Regions from separate parts of the Zea mays genome. Here region 1 is linked to region 2. The links are chromatin contacts, called in public Hi-C maps. All regions are on one chromosome and are shown on one strand. Each heading gives the region's core, a stretch centred on a gene start, on an enhancer-like site or on the middle of the called end of the contact. The rest is flanking DNA. Distances are from core to core; before and after follow the strand shown. Region 1 holds the start of LOC103632138 (protein LURP-one-related 10). Region 2 holds the start of LOC100193415.

Region 1 (6,568 bases), core at 1,801-4,300, 190 kb after region 2:
TGCGATTTTTATTAAATCCCTTAAACAACTCCCCTATTTTATCAAGTAGATCGAGCTAACGTAAACTAGTAGCTTAGTTTACTAACCACTTAGAGATAATCGCATTATATGAAGCCACACAAGAATGTGTTTGGCTACCACGAATGACTAATCACATCCAGAAGTCAAATGGTTTTGATGTCATAAATATCCCCACAATTATATTAAAAAAAATAATGTGGCATGTTTTACACAAATGGAAAACAAGATATATAAATAGTAATATGGTTAAACATATTTCTCCCAAATTTTTTCTATCATCATGACCTCCTGAACGACGATGAGGTGAAAATTATGTAAGACAAGTCTTGTGATAATCTAGCTATTTTGTTTACTAAATCCTTCTCTGCAGTCATATTCAAAAAAAAAGTATTCAAGATATATAGATGAGACTTTTAAGAGACCTGCAGGGCTAAGGAGTAGGACACCTCTAAATATTAGTCCTCACTACTTGGTACTGAAGAGTAAGTTATACATTGAAATGGTCCTAAAGACAACGTCTACTCCTTCTTTTTCCCATTGTGAATTTCTCTAAAGTTTCTCGCACATGGTTTTTTAACGAGACAATAAGTGTAATACATGGAACGACACTATAAACTCTTTCGTCTTATATCCACGAAGTTTTTTCGGAGTTTTAACAAGGCATGAGTTAGTCGTAGTATTCGTGCAAGGGAGTGTTAAGAAAACCCTATTAAAAGTTATACAGGCTAATACTAAATGTACTTTCTCTGTATAACAAATTTGTATCCCTTTATAATGGTAACAAGAGAAGAGATCCTCCACCATTGTCTTCTGTCTCTCTCTGTACAGGAAGGGAAATAGAAAACAACACTTGTACATCTTCATTGCTGACGACGGGAGGGTTTGATATCTAAATCAACGACACCGTTACTCGATCAATACGTGCCACCTCGTCGAGCACAAGCGTTCCAATAATAATAATTCTCTCAATTCACATGCACAATCCTAGATCACTGGTCGGTCAGCCTAGAATATATATAATTCGAGCTGCCACGTCAGACTAGATATTTACTTGTATAAAGAGGGTTTCCGTGCCCAAATATCATAGTATCGTTTCTAGAAAAATAGTACCTCCATTGTTTTTATTTGATGCTGTATAGTTTAACTTTAAACTAACAAACGTCAAATAAAAAAATCGAAGGGAGTATTATTTTTGAGTAATAAAGGGGAAAAATATCAGGTTATATATATTCATCGGTCTCTGGTGGTCCATTTCAGTACGGTGGGGCCAACAATCAAAGCAGGATTTGGGCCCGAGAATCAACATAAGGGCCGGCGATCTTGACTGGGCCACGAAAAGAGGAACTTTCTGGCCATTCGAATCCCAGAACCATGATTCAGGCAAACAAATTAACATAACGGGGCGTTTGGATCCCTTCATTTTAAAGGAATTGGAATTCACTCAATAAAATAACTTATTTAGTTTGGAATTTGGCATTCCACCCCTTTTCAAAGTTCAGATATAAGCCTATCTCAAATTCATAGGGTGAAGGATAGGAAATGATTTTATGCATGATTAGAATTTGTTTCTAATCTATAACTTACATGACACTCTTCGTTCTACTCCTCTATAGTAAAAATGTAGCACATAAATATCTAGGACATCTTGCTAATAATAGTATACAAATATATTTTGTATACAAGTGAATTAGCTTAATTGATATATGCCTAAATTACTATTATTAGAATGGAATTCAATTCCAGTGATCCAAACGGGGCGTAAGATTATTAAGGTTACACTAGGGAGCTTTGAAGTGAAGAAGCTTTGAAGTCTCTATATATGCAATCCTCAATATACATAAGATTATTATATAAGGTTACACTAGGGAGAACAGAAGGATGACCATATGTATGACACCTGTGGTGTGCATTCAGTCATTTTTGTCCGTGTGAATTTCCTGCAGGATGACCACAAGCGCCGAGATGAACACGTAGTCGACGTTCGGGAACACGGTGAGGCTGAAGTAGTCCTTTCCCAGCAACATGCTCGTGGCGCTGTGCTCGCGGTGCATCTGCAGATCGAAGCGGATGGGGAAAAAAAAATATTCTCTCTGAAGCGGCGCACCTCATCATTTTTGTATATATATATTATATATACTCACTTTAGCGATCAAGGCGTTGGAGTTGTTGCCGCCGAGGTAGAAAGAGCAGGACCTCTCCTTGAAGCTGCCCTTCATGATGAAGTCGCAGGCCTCGTGCGAGGTGTTGGAGGCCAGGTAGATGAGCATCTCGGTCTTGAACGGCTGGATGATGGAGGATTTCTTGGCGGTGAAGAGCAGGTCGCTCGATCTCGTGCTGTCCCCTCTGTACGCTTCCCACGTGTTGTGCATGCTGATTACCTGCCAATGCAGATCAGCAGAGCCATTGCTGCTTGTTGTATGTTCGATTCGGTCTATTAATTGCCTAGCCGCAGTACCTTCTCGCGCAGGCAGAGGAGGGGGTTGCCGGCGGCGTCGAGGAGGCGGCGGCGGTTGTGGATGCTGATCAAGGCACCCTTGACCGTGACCACGACGGCGCCGTTGGTGTCGGTGATGGTGAAGTCGCCTTCCCGGAGGCTCACCTTCTTCTCCTTCACCGCCAGCTGCACCACGTAGGGCGCGCAGAAATGCGAGGCCACCACCGCCACGGGGGATACGATGCCTCCGCTTGGCTCCGGCGGCGGCGGCGCCGGCATGGACGGAGGTGCTGCCATCTATTACCAAGTACCAAGGGTCGTCTTCTTGCTGATACACAACGCTCCTATGCTATGCTACACGCAACACGCCAAGAAGGAATGCACAGTATTACTGCCAGCCACCGCCGCGCAAAGTGAGCTGATCCACACCACAAAAGTTGGCAACTCTATTTTAAACAGAGAACCACAAAAGGTTACTCTGAGCCTCAGAAAAGATCTACCGATCGAGAAGGATTGGTTTTTGGTTGGTCGTCTGCTGGGGTTTACAAACAGGCCTCCGAAAGAAGCAAATACTACGCATGCATAAGCATAATGACAATGACATGCAGAGGTCTGCTGTTCTTCTTCGGTTGTCGCCACTCGCCACTGGCATAGCAGGACATCGATCCCAGGGCCAAATGGCCCGGCCCGGCGACACGTGGTCCGGTAGCTATGTCGGGCTTGGACCGCTAGTATGGTCTACGGTGTAGGCACAAGAAGTTCAGTAACGTCTAGTCTATTTTTAGGTATAATAATACTTATACTTCTGTTTGTTATATGGGAGTATAATAAAATGTGATATGTGTTTATGTGCTTATATAAAATTTTGTGTTTAAGTATGTATCTAAAATTTTAAATGTAATCTATTGAATTTAGAATAAATATGAATTTTGTAGTGTTTTTTTTTCTGTTTATAAGCTCGGGCCTAGCCTGCCACTACTAGGGCGGGCGTGCCTTGGTCAGCATGGTCCATGTAAGAACAACCGTGCTAGGCCTTGGCCGCTTCAAACAGCCCGTAGGTCGGCCCGACATGATACTAAACCGTGTCGGGCTTAGACTAAGTCCCGTCGTGCCGAGCCTAGCCGTGTCTAGGTCAGACCGACCGGCATGACCATTTAAACATGTCTAGGGCTAGTTCTATAGAGTGAGCAAGGGGCAACCGCCCGGAGCCTCCAAACTTATGGGACCCGCCTCTAACTATAAGGCATGTACAAATCTAGAGATGCTAGAACGGTTTTGTAAATATATGAGATAACTAAGAGACTACATGATATAACCTTAAGCCCATAGATCATAAATGCCGTTAAAAACAATAAGTATAAAAAGTCGTGATGAGAGGGGGTCTTCGTGAAGAGACCGTCTCTTAATTTTCTTTCACTTAACCCCATAGAGAACCCTCAATTAATGTGATTGTACATGGCCTTAATTGAGGCGTCTCTCGAGGGATGTATAGGGCGGTTAAATAAAAAAAAGATCAAAAGTCCGTCTTTTCAAGATTTTCTATACTTATTGTCTCTTAAATTTATTTATGATATAGAGGATTATTAGAGTTATATAATGTTTTTTCTTATATTTTGAAAAACTATTTTAGGGTCTCTACGTTGTACACGCCCTGAGTATTCATCAAGTATCCGTTTATATTAAATATTTTTGAGGTTAAGAAACGAACCGATATAGACCTATGAAATGAATTGACATCTTCGTGCTGCCACAATCCTGCGTGGCCACGCCGCCATAGACGCATTCATCAAGAGACTATAAATGTTAATTTTTTGACAGCTCGAAGAAGCCACTGCTCTAATATAGGTTCTAAAGTCTTTTTTTTTTGTCCCAAACTTTTATCTTACCCGACACTAAGTGATATCAAGTGCAAAATGTTAGAAAAAACTTTTTAGCTTGGTATCAAGTGCGGCTATAAGTGTTTGACTACAATTTATATTTGTCGTTTTGTAAATATTAAAGGATTTTATTGCGCCCAATAGAAGTTATTTTTGCTCATAGAATGATGATTTCTTTACTATATGTCCGTAAGACTTAATTTATATATATAGCATTTCTCGCGCTCGATGTTTACCACGCCCGCGGTCGAAACCATGCTGAGCGGTGAGCTGCAAACTCAGATGCCGAGCCATGCGAGCGAACTGCTAGGAAGTAATGTCATGTGTGGAACCAGAGTCAACTAGAGAGATGAGCTAGGAACCGGTCATATACACGTCGAGATGGGTAGATGCATGCATTGCCTCACACCCATGAATGTGCCAGTCAGGGCATGAAGAGAAATCTCAACATTGTTGTAGGTGATGGCATCAAGAGAGAGAGAGAGAGAGAGAGAGAGAGAGAGACTAGTATGCAATGCAACCACCAGCTAGCGGCGGCATGCAGTTTAACCAGTGCACCGGGCGTGTCCAGCAAGGTCTACCATCATCACTATGGTCGGTGCTGTTGTGGAGCAGCCTGACGGGTGCAGTGCCCCGGTGGAACGTTGTATGTATGTAGGAACGAGCCAGGGCATCGACGTCTTCTAGCTAGGGTGTGTCGAGCTTAGCTTGGTGTTGGTCTTCAGAGGGTCACCCAAAATCTGGTCGTGCAGATTGCAATTTGCTGTTGCTCATACAGACACATATACAAACACTGCACGACGAAGGAAGGCCTCTAGGGAGATCTAACTCACTCTTACAAAAGCAGATGCACCCTTAAAGTGAGAAACAAGATCCTTAACATTCCCTGCCACCTGCAGCGGAGGAAGCGAGTGTTGCTCAAGTATTCTACGATTTCGCTCTTTCAAGATGCCCTCACCCTTTCCCACCATTCCCCTAGGCTAGGCTAGCTAGCGATATTAGAGAGGGCTACGTGCTGAGGCAGAGAAAAATATTCAACTCTGGTTCCAAACCTCTTGGGCAAATAAGTACTTACTCCATGGCCCCTCCTTCCTCCATAGCATTTTACTCAAATTAGCATGTTATGAGCGTGTTTCGTAGGACTTCTCCACAACATATTGTAGCGGCAATACATATAGAAGCGGTTTTTTTCTTTCTTTTATCAGAATAAAGTGGAAGCCAAGCACACAATAAGTACTTGTTTGGAATTTGGATAGATATGGATTAAAGAGAAGATCAAATCTCTTTTTATTCAATTTCTATTTAATTTTAAATAGAAAAAATTTAATCCCTCTCAATACCCTCTAATCTCCATACATCTACCTCTAATCCCCATGCAACCGAACAGGCGAAGTAACCCAACCAAACGGGGCCTATATCTGTGTTGTATTCTCGGACGCATGGCTGCTTCAACTGCAAGCATGCAAGCTCATCCACAACTCACAGATGCTGCAGTTCCATTTAGCAATTATATAGGTTTTTGTATGCAAAAATAGGCAGGGATATATGTTGACCATAAAAATATGCACCGGTGGTCCGCGGTGGTGGCGTGCACGTTCCGCACGTGAACAAAATCAATTAGGATTTCTCCTTTCTTGCGGGATTTGTTAGCAAACACCGCGGGATTTGTTTGGGAACCAACTTCTAATGGGTCCAGACCTCTCCCTTATATAAACGAAAGAGGTACGGCCGATTGGAGCCCCCACAATCGATCCAATCAATTATATTTATCAAATTTACCTTATTTGCAATGTTCTTTCCTTTCATTAAGAGTAGGAGTAACCTAGCCCTAGTATTAGTCGTCCTCGACCTATTTCTTCACTCTCTTCGGCTCGATGTTGTCTAGAGGTGTCTTGGATGGCCTACCGACTCCAAGACAACCTCTAGATCTCTCCTCCCCGGCGGCGTCCCTCCCAGGAGGTGAGATTTAGGTTCCTGCGAAGAAGAAGACCATGTACGCAAATGCAGACCGTCTGGCCCAGAGCGCGAACCATTCCGTAAGCGCACATGGAAAGAGTCGCTCCTGTAACAAGGTCACAGACCATCTAGCCTAGAGCCCGCAGACCGTCCGTGCTCCCATATAGTGTACCGTCAGATGGTTCATCCTAGTGTTTAGTACCAGATCGGTGCTAATATGAGGTTTTATGTATTTGCATCAAGACTCCTAGATGTTAGAAACAGTGTAAACAAGTTGTTA
Region 2 (6,683 bases), core at 727-3,226:
AGAATGTCCATGTTCCTATGTTTATCTGTCTTATACTCTTTAACTTATACATGGTATGACACTGAAAAGTGTCGCTAAGACTGTCTCCAGCAACGTCCTCTATATATATCATCTATATCTGTTATTTTCAGTCTCCTCCAAAAGATTTCATTATCTATATCTCATTCCTTTCCAACAAAATCCTCTAAATCACATTATCTATACACAAATAATTATATTAGAGACATTTTTTATTTTTTGTACATACGTATTTGTCATACTCTCAAATGTATTGTACATATTTTAATTTTGCTAAACTAGTTGTTTAAAGTATTCAAATGGATACAGGAGAGAATAGAGAAACTATATATATCGATGATCTAGCAGTGTCCTCTAAATTTAGAGGACAGTTTAAAGAATACTGCTGGATGAAGTAGAGGATGATGGTGTCCTCTATAATTTAGAGTACATGATCGTTTAGAGGACCTGATGAAGTCAGTCTAATACAAGACACTACAACTGAATGACAATAGGCGAGGACGTCAGATCAATGATCTTTGGACAGATGCTGGAAATACAGTCTCTTCTCCGGAGCCGGCCTAGTGGAGTCGGGGTAACCAAGTCCACCACGTGGTTTCCGTTGAGGATATGGCGGCCGTCACCAGCATCTGAGCTAGCATTGGGCATCAATAATGGAGACATCAGTCCTGCCTCTTCTTCCAATCCGTCATCGTTGCTGCACGCGCCCAAGGAACATAGAGGCGATGTTCTTGGTCCGTTCAGTCCTCTTCTTGTGCCAAGGATTTCGCTCCTTTCCATCGAAGAAGCGAACTCGTCAACAAAGTCATCCTCGACACCAGAACCTGCACTTATGGTTTGCTCGTCCATCGGCTGCGCTTGATCAGAGGACGGTTGCTGGAAACAGTAGTCAGAATATGAAAATCCATCTCGGATAGGCGAGTCAGGCGGTTCTTCCCCATTATCTTGGGACTCGTCGCGGATGTCATTGTCATCCTCCTCGGATGACGGGCCGTCGGGCTGGCACTGCAGATCCTCCATACCGCACACGACAGCCTTCATCTGGCTCGGCAGCGACGGGCAGCCGGTGGTGAACTTGGTGTTCTTCGAGGAGAAGAAGTTCACCGTCAGGTTCAGACTGACGACACAACATCACACACAATCCACATCAGTATAACAAGACTATCATGAACGAATAGCCAAGAAATGCAGACACAGGGACGGAGATCGAAGGAGGGGAGAGGCAAAGGGGGCGGCTTTTGCTTACCTTTCCCATGAGGGGAGGTTGAGCATGGTGTACGCAAGCTTGACCTTGTTGCCGATGCCGCCGAGCGACTTGAACTCGGCGGCGGCCTTGCGCACGGCGAGGGACTCCGTCGGGTGCTGCCACGCCCACTCGAACTGCAGAGCGCACGCCAAGAAACAGTAGTGCTTTTCAGAATTCAGATCAGCGAGACTAAACAGCAAGATTTCTGTTCGAAAAGGCAGAGGCCAAGACCGGGCGAGCTGGGGTCGAGGAGCCGCGGCGTACCTGGAGGGCGGCGACGTTGGAGGGGAAGCCGTAGATGCAGAGCACCATCTCCCAGGGCCGGCCGCGCCGGGTCCGCCACGCGCCGCTGACGATCTCGCCGTTGTGTTGCCGGATCCGGCGGCGCGGGTTCACCGTGAAGCCGATGTAGGTGCGGCCCTTGCTGCGCGGGCAGAGGGACCGGAGCAGGTAGCAGCAGAAAAACCCGCCGCTGCCGGTGGCAGTTGTGTGTCCCTTTGGCGGAGGGCGCCCGCCTTCGGCGCCGCGGTGTACCGCGTCGCCGTCGACATCCGCTTGCGCGCGCGAGGGTTTCCTCCTCGGCCTCCAGGTTCCCTTCGCCGCCGCTCCCCTCCTGGCCATGCCCGCACTCGCCTCCCTGCGCCTGCGTTTGTGATTGTGATTGGTTCCGGGAGATTTTTTTTCAAGAGAGAGACGGGGATGATTTGACCGTTGGGAATGCAGACGGGAGAAGGGAGAAGGAGAAGGGGGAGAGAGAGAGAAAGAGCCGTTGGTGAGGACTGAGGACACGTGTGGGCTCCGGTAGCCTCGGGCCAATTGTGTCGGCTGATTGGGCCTATGTTGTTAAGCAATTTGGGCTAGACTGTATCAGTGTCATCTATAGATTTTTTTTAATATGAGTAGAGTGAAAATTACGTGTGGAGAAAAATAAAATAGTTTATAAGGTTTAGGATCTAGAAAGTCACGAATTTCTATTCGAATTTGCGATGACTCAGCCGATTATATATTTACATTGATTTTGGACGGTTTTCATCAAAGCGATTCTCATAAAACTGGCTTGAAAAACTTGGTGTTTGGCACTCTGCAGTAGCTTCTGGCGGCAAGTTGAAAATAAGCTGAAACAAACAGACTCTCTTTTACAATATAATCTATTTAAAAGGAAAGTATTTTTAATAGTTTTAAAGTAATACTACATTTTTAGTAATATTATAATATCTTAGCCATAAGGTGTTTAGTTGTGTTAAGCTTTTACCTGATAATGTGGTTTCTAATGTTGTATCTGTCGGGGACCATAATTAGGGGTACCCCCAAGACTCCTAATCTCAGCTGGTAACCCCCATCAGCACAAAGCTGCAAAGGCCTGATGGGTGCGATTAAGTCAAGGCTCGGTCCACTCAAGGGACACGATCTCGCCTCGCTCGAGCCCAGCCTCGGGCAAGGGCAGCCGACCCCAGAGGATTCACGTCTCGCCCGAGGGCCCCCTCAAGCAACGGACACACCTTCGGCTCGCCCGAGGCCCAGTCTTCGCCGAGAAGCAACCTTGACCAGATCGCCACGCCAACCGACCGTATCTGTCGGCGTTTCGAGACAGGGGGTCCCTAAGCCGACGAGTGAGTGTGCTGCGTGCCCCAGCCCAGATGGGTCGAGCGCGTGGGCGAGCGCGAAGGGGGGAGAGGCGAGGTGGCCGGAGTCGAGCGTGAGAGAGGTGGAAGTCCCGCGGCCTTCGTGTTCGTCCCGCGCCCAGGTCAGGTGCACTTGCAGTAGGGGGGTTACAAGCGTCCACGCGGGTGAGGGAAGCGAGCGGCCCCAAGAGAGCGCCTGTCCCGTCCTCGGTCCCGCGCGGCCAACCTTCTCTAAGAAGGCCCTGGCCCTCCCTTTTATAGTCGTAAGGAGAGGATCCAGGTGTACAATGGGGGGTGTAGCAGAGTGCTACGTGTCTAGCGGAGAGAGAGCTAGCGCCCTAGGTACATGCCAATGTGGCAGCCGGAGAGATCTTGGCACCTTGCTGGCGTGATGTCGTGGCTGTCGGAGGTGCGACGGAGCCTGGCGGAGGGACAGCTGTTGGAGCGGTCGAGTCCCTGCTGACGTCGTCCTGCTTCCGTAAGAGAGCTGGGGGGCCGCCATCGTCACAGAGCTGGTGGAGCGCCATCATTGCCCATCCGGCGGAGCTGGCCGGATGGGATGCCGGTCTTGTTCTCCGTGACCCGAGTCGATCCGGGGTAGGATGATGATGGCGCTCCCTGTTGACGTGGCGGGTCTGTGCCCTAGGCAGGGTGACGTGGGGGCTCCTTCGAAGCCGAGGTTGAGTCTGTCCTCTGTTGCCGAGGCCGAGCCCGAGCCATGGGGTCGGGCGAGGCGGAAGTCGTTCGGCCGAGGCCAGGGCGGAGTCCGAGCCCTGGGGTCGGGCGAGGCGGAGTTTCGTCGTCTTCCGGGTCTTAGCCAGAGTCCGAGCCCTGGGGTCGGGCGGAGCGGAGTTCGCCGTCTTCCGGGTCTCAGCCCGAGTCCGAGCCCTGGGGTCGGGCGGAGCGGAGTTCGCCGTCTTCCGGGTCTTAGCCCGAGTCCGAGCCCTGGGGTCGGGCGGAGCGGAGTTCGCCGTCTTCCGGGTCTTAGCCCGAGTCCGAGCCCTGGGGTCGGGCGGAGCGGAGTTCGCCGTCTTCCGGGTCTTAGCCCGAGTCCGAGCCCTGGGGTCGGGCGGAGCGGAGTTCGCCGTCTTCCGGGTCTTAGCCCGAGTCCGAGCCCTGGGGTCGGGCGGAGCGGAGTTCGCCGTCTTCCGGGTCTTAGCCCGAGTCCGAGCCCTGGGGTCGGGCGGAGCGGAGTTCGCCGTCTTCCGGGTCTTAGCCCGAGTCCGAGCCCTGGGGTCGGGCGGAGCGGAGTTCGCCGTCTTCCGGGTCTTAGCCCGAGTCCGAGCCCTGGGGTCGGGCGGAGCGGAGTTCGCCGTGGCGCCTTTGGCAAGGCCTGACTGCCTGTCAGACTCACTCTGTCGAGTGGCACCGCAGTCGGAGTGGCGCAGGTGGCGCTGTCCTTCTGTCAGACTGGTCAGAGGAGCGGTGGAGTGACGGCGGTCACTTCGGCTCTGCCGGGGGGGCGCGTGTCAGGATAAAGGTGTCAGGCCACCTTTGCGTTAAATGCCCCTGCAATTTGGTCAGTCGGTGTGGCGATTTAGTCAAGGTTGCTTCTGAGCGAAGCCAAGGCCTCGGGCGAGCCGGTGATGTGTCCGCCGTAAAAAGGGGGGCCTCGGGCGAGACGGAAGTCTCTCGAGGTCGGCTGCCCTCGGCCGAGGCTAGGCTCGGGTGAAGCGTGATCGAGTCACTCGTGTGGACTGATCCCTGACTTAATCATACCCATCAGGCCTTTGCAGCTTTATGCTGATGGGGGTTACCAGTTGAGAATTAGGCGTCTTGAGGGTACCCCTAATTATGGTCCCCGACAGTAGCCCCCGAGCCTCGAAGGGAGTGTTAGCACTCGCTTGGAGGCTTTCGTCGCACTTTTTTGCAAGGGGACCAGCCTTTCTCGGTTGCATTTTGTTCCGGTGGGTGCGCGCGAGCGCACCCGCCGGGTGTAGCCCCCGAGGCCTCGGAGGAGTGGTTACACTCCTTCGAGGTCTTAATACCTTGCGTAATGCTTCGGCTGGTCTGGTCGTTCCCTCATGCGAACTGGCCGTAGCCCGGGTGCACGGTCGGGGCCCAAGCTCTCGGGCTGGTATGTTGACGCTGTCAACGGTTCGGCCGGAGCCGGTTTTTGCGAGAGCAGCCCCCGAGCCTCTGCACAGGGCGAGAGGACGATCAGGGACAGACTCGACTTTTTACATACGCCCCTACGTCGCCTTTCCGCAAGGAGGAGGGGGGGAGTGCGCCATGTTACCCTCGATGGGCACCGAACATGGTGTCTCCGGTGAGCTGCAAGCGGGTAATCCGAGTGGACGTCTGTGCCCCGTTCGTTGGGGGTCGGCTAGGGGCCCAGAGGCACGCCCAAAAGTACCCGCGGGTGATTTGCCGGACCCGGTCCCCTGGCGACGGGGTCCGAGGGCTCGATGCCTCCCTCCGATGGGATTCCGTTACAAGATCGTTCCCGCTGGTCTCGGAAATGTCCTAGGGTATCTCGGGAGCGCAGCCCGAGCCTCGGTTATGTATCGAACGTACCCCTGGTCATCCCTCGCTCGGTGTCTAAGGCGACTGTGAACCCTTCGGGGGCCAGCCTTCGAACCCCTGATCAGTAATGGGCGCGGAGCCCGAGTAGCCTGAGGCGGCCATGGAACCCTTCGGGGGGCTAGCCTTCGAACCCCTGACCAGTAGTGGGTGTCGGGCCCACGCGATCTGAGGCGACTGTTGAACCCTTCGGAGGGCCAGCCTTCGAACCCCTGATCAGTAGGGGGGGGCTCGGAGCCCGGTTCCTTCGCGGAGAAGGATCCTTTTCGGGGTATCCCCCTTTCCCGGTCCCTGTTGCAAGAGATAGAGAAAGAGGAAAAAGGAAAAGGATACGAAATCGAACGACGTGGCGTACCTTTTCTGACGCGGCTATTACGGCGAAGGCGAAACGTCGCGCGTTCCTCCCGTCAGAGGCGCCGCCTGTCCCGCCGCGGAGTTAATGCGACGGGGCGAGTGGTTGGCGGGGCGGCCGTTACGCGTGCGCGAGCCGTTTGAGGAACGGCTGTACCGCTTCGCGCTTTTTGAATCCCGCGACCGGTCTAGGCGGTGTGCTGGAAACGGTTTCGCCCTGGCCTTCATATACTTGAGAGGGGGTCCGGTGACGGTTCTTCGCTCTGCTCCCTTCTTTTCCCTTTAGGTTTTCGCAACCCGGGAAACTTTAGTCGGAGAAGAGAGAAACCGTTCTCCCTGCCCCCCGCGCCGCCATCTTCTCCATTTTGGTGATGGCGGATCGAGTGACCATAATCCCCCCGCGCGATCCGTGGCCCTTCTCCACGGTGACGGCGAGTGATCTGGAGGAGCTGGTCGGCGAAGGTTTGCTCCGCCCCCTCACCGACAAGCAGCGGCCAGAGTGGATTCCTCCCGTGGGCGGAGCCGCTCCTTCCCCACCGCCGGGGTATGTCGTGAGCTTCGTCTCCTTCCATGAGCGGGGATTTGGTGTGCCGACGGGCCGCTTTATGCGGGCCATCCTATTCCACTACGGGGTGGAGTTGCACAACCTCTCCCCCAACTCCATCTCGCAGGCCGCTATCTTCGTGGCGTTATGCGAAGGGTACTTGGGGATCGCTCCTCATTGGGATTTGTGGACTCATCTCTTCCTCGCCGAGCCTTTCGCCTTGTCGACGGGGGAGAGGAGGATCCGTGCAGCGGTGCGGGCCGGCGGCTGCATTCTCTTGTTGAGGCAGTCGCGGGCGTTGCAGTACATTCCTGCCATTCTTGCGTCTTCGAACAAGGGGTGGCAGCGCCGGTGGTTCTACCTCCGGAATGACGGTGAG

The links. A called contact is a pair of places that touch in the nucleus more often than the background predicts.
Region 1: a contact with region 2 is called in a Hi-C map of ear, with 3 times the contacts expected there. The contact joins the promoter of LOC103632138 here to the promoter of LOC100193415 in region 2. A contact is called at or near these places in 3 of 25 Hi-C or Micro-C datasets (ear, endosperm and leaf).

The regions. Positions count from the first base shown.
Region 1 is chr7:22,388,744-22,395,311 of Zm-B73-REFERENCE-NAM-5.0, forward strand. LOC103632138 (protein LURP-one-related 10) reads right to left here and starts at 3,051. Exons shown (of 3, transcript XM_008653976.4): 1 at 2,477-3,051; 2 at 2,163-2,399; 3 at 1,816-2,072. The coding sequence starts at 2,752. The coding sequence ends at 1,932.
Region 2 is chr7:22,199,549-22,206,231 of Zm-B73-REFERENCE-NAM-5.0, forward strand. It overlaps LOC100193415, which reads right to left and starts at 1,977. Exons shown (of 3, transcript NM_001138538.1): 1 at 1,529-1,977; 2 at 1,265-1,398; 3 at 325-1,135. The coding sequence starts at 1,885. The coding sequence ends at 493.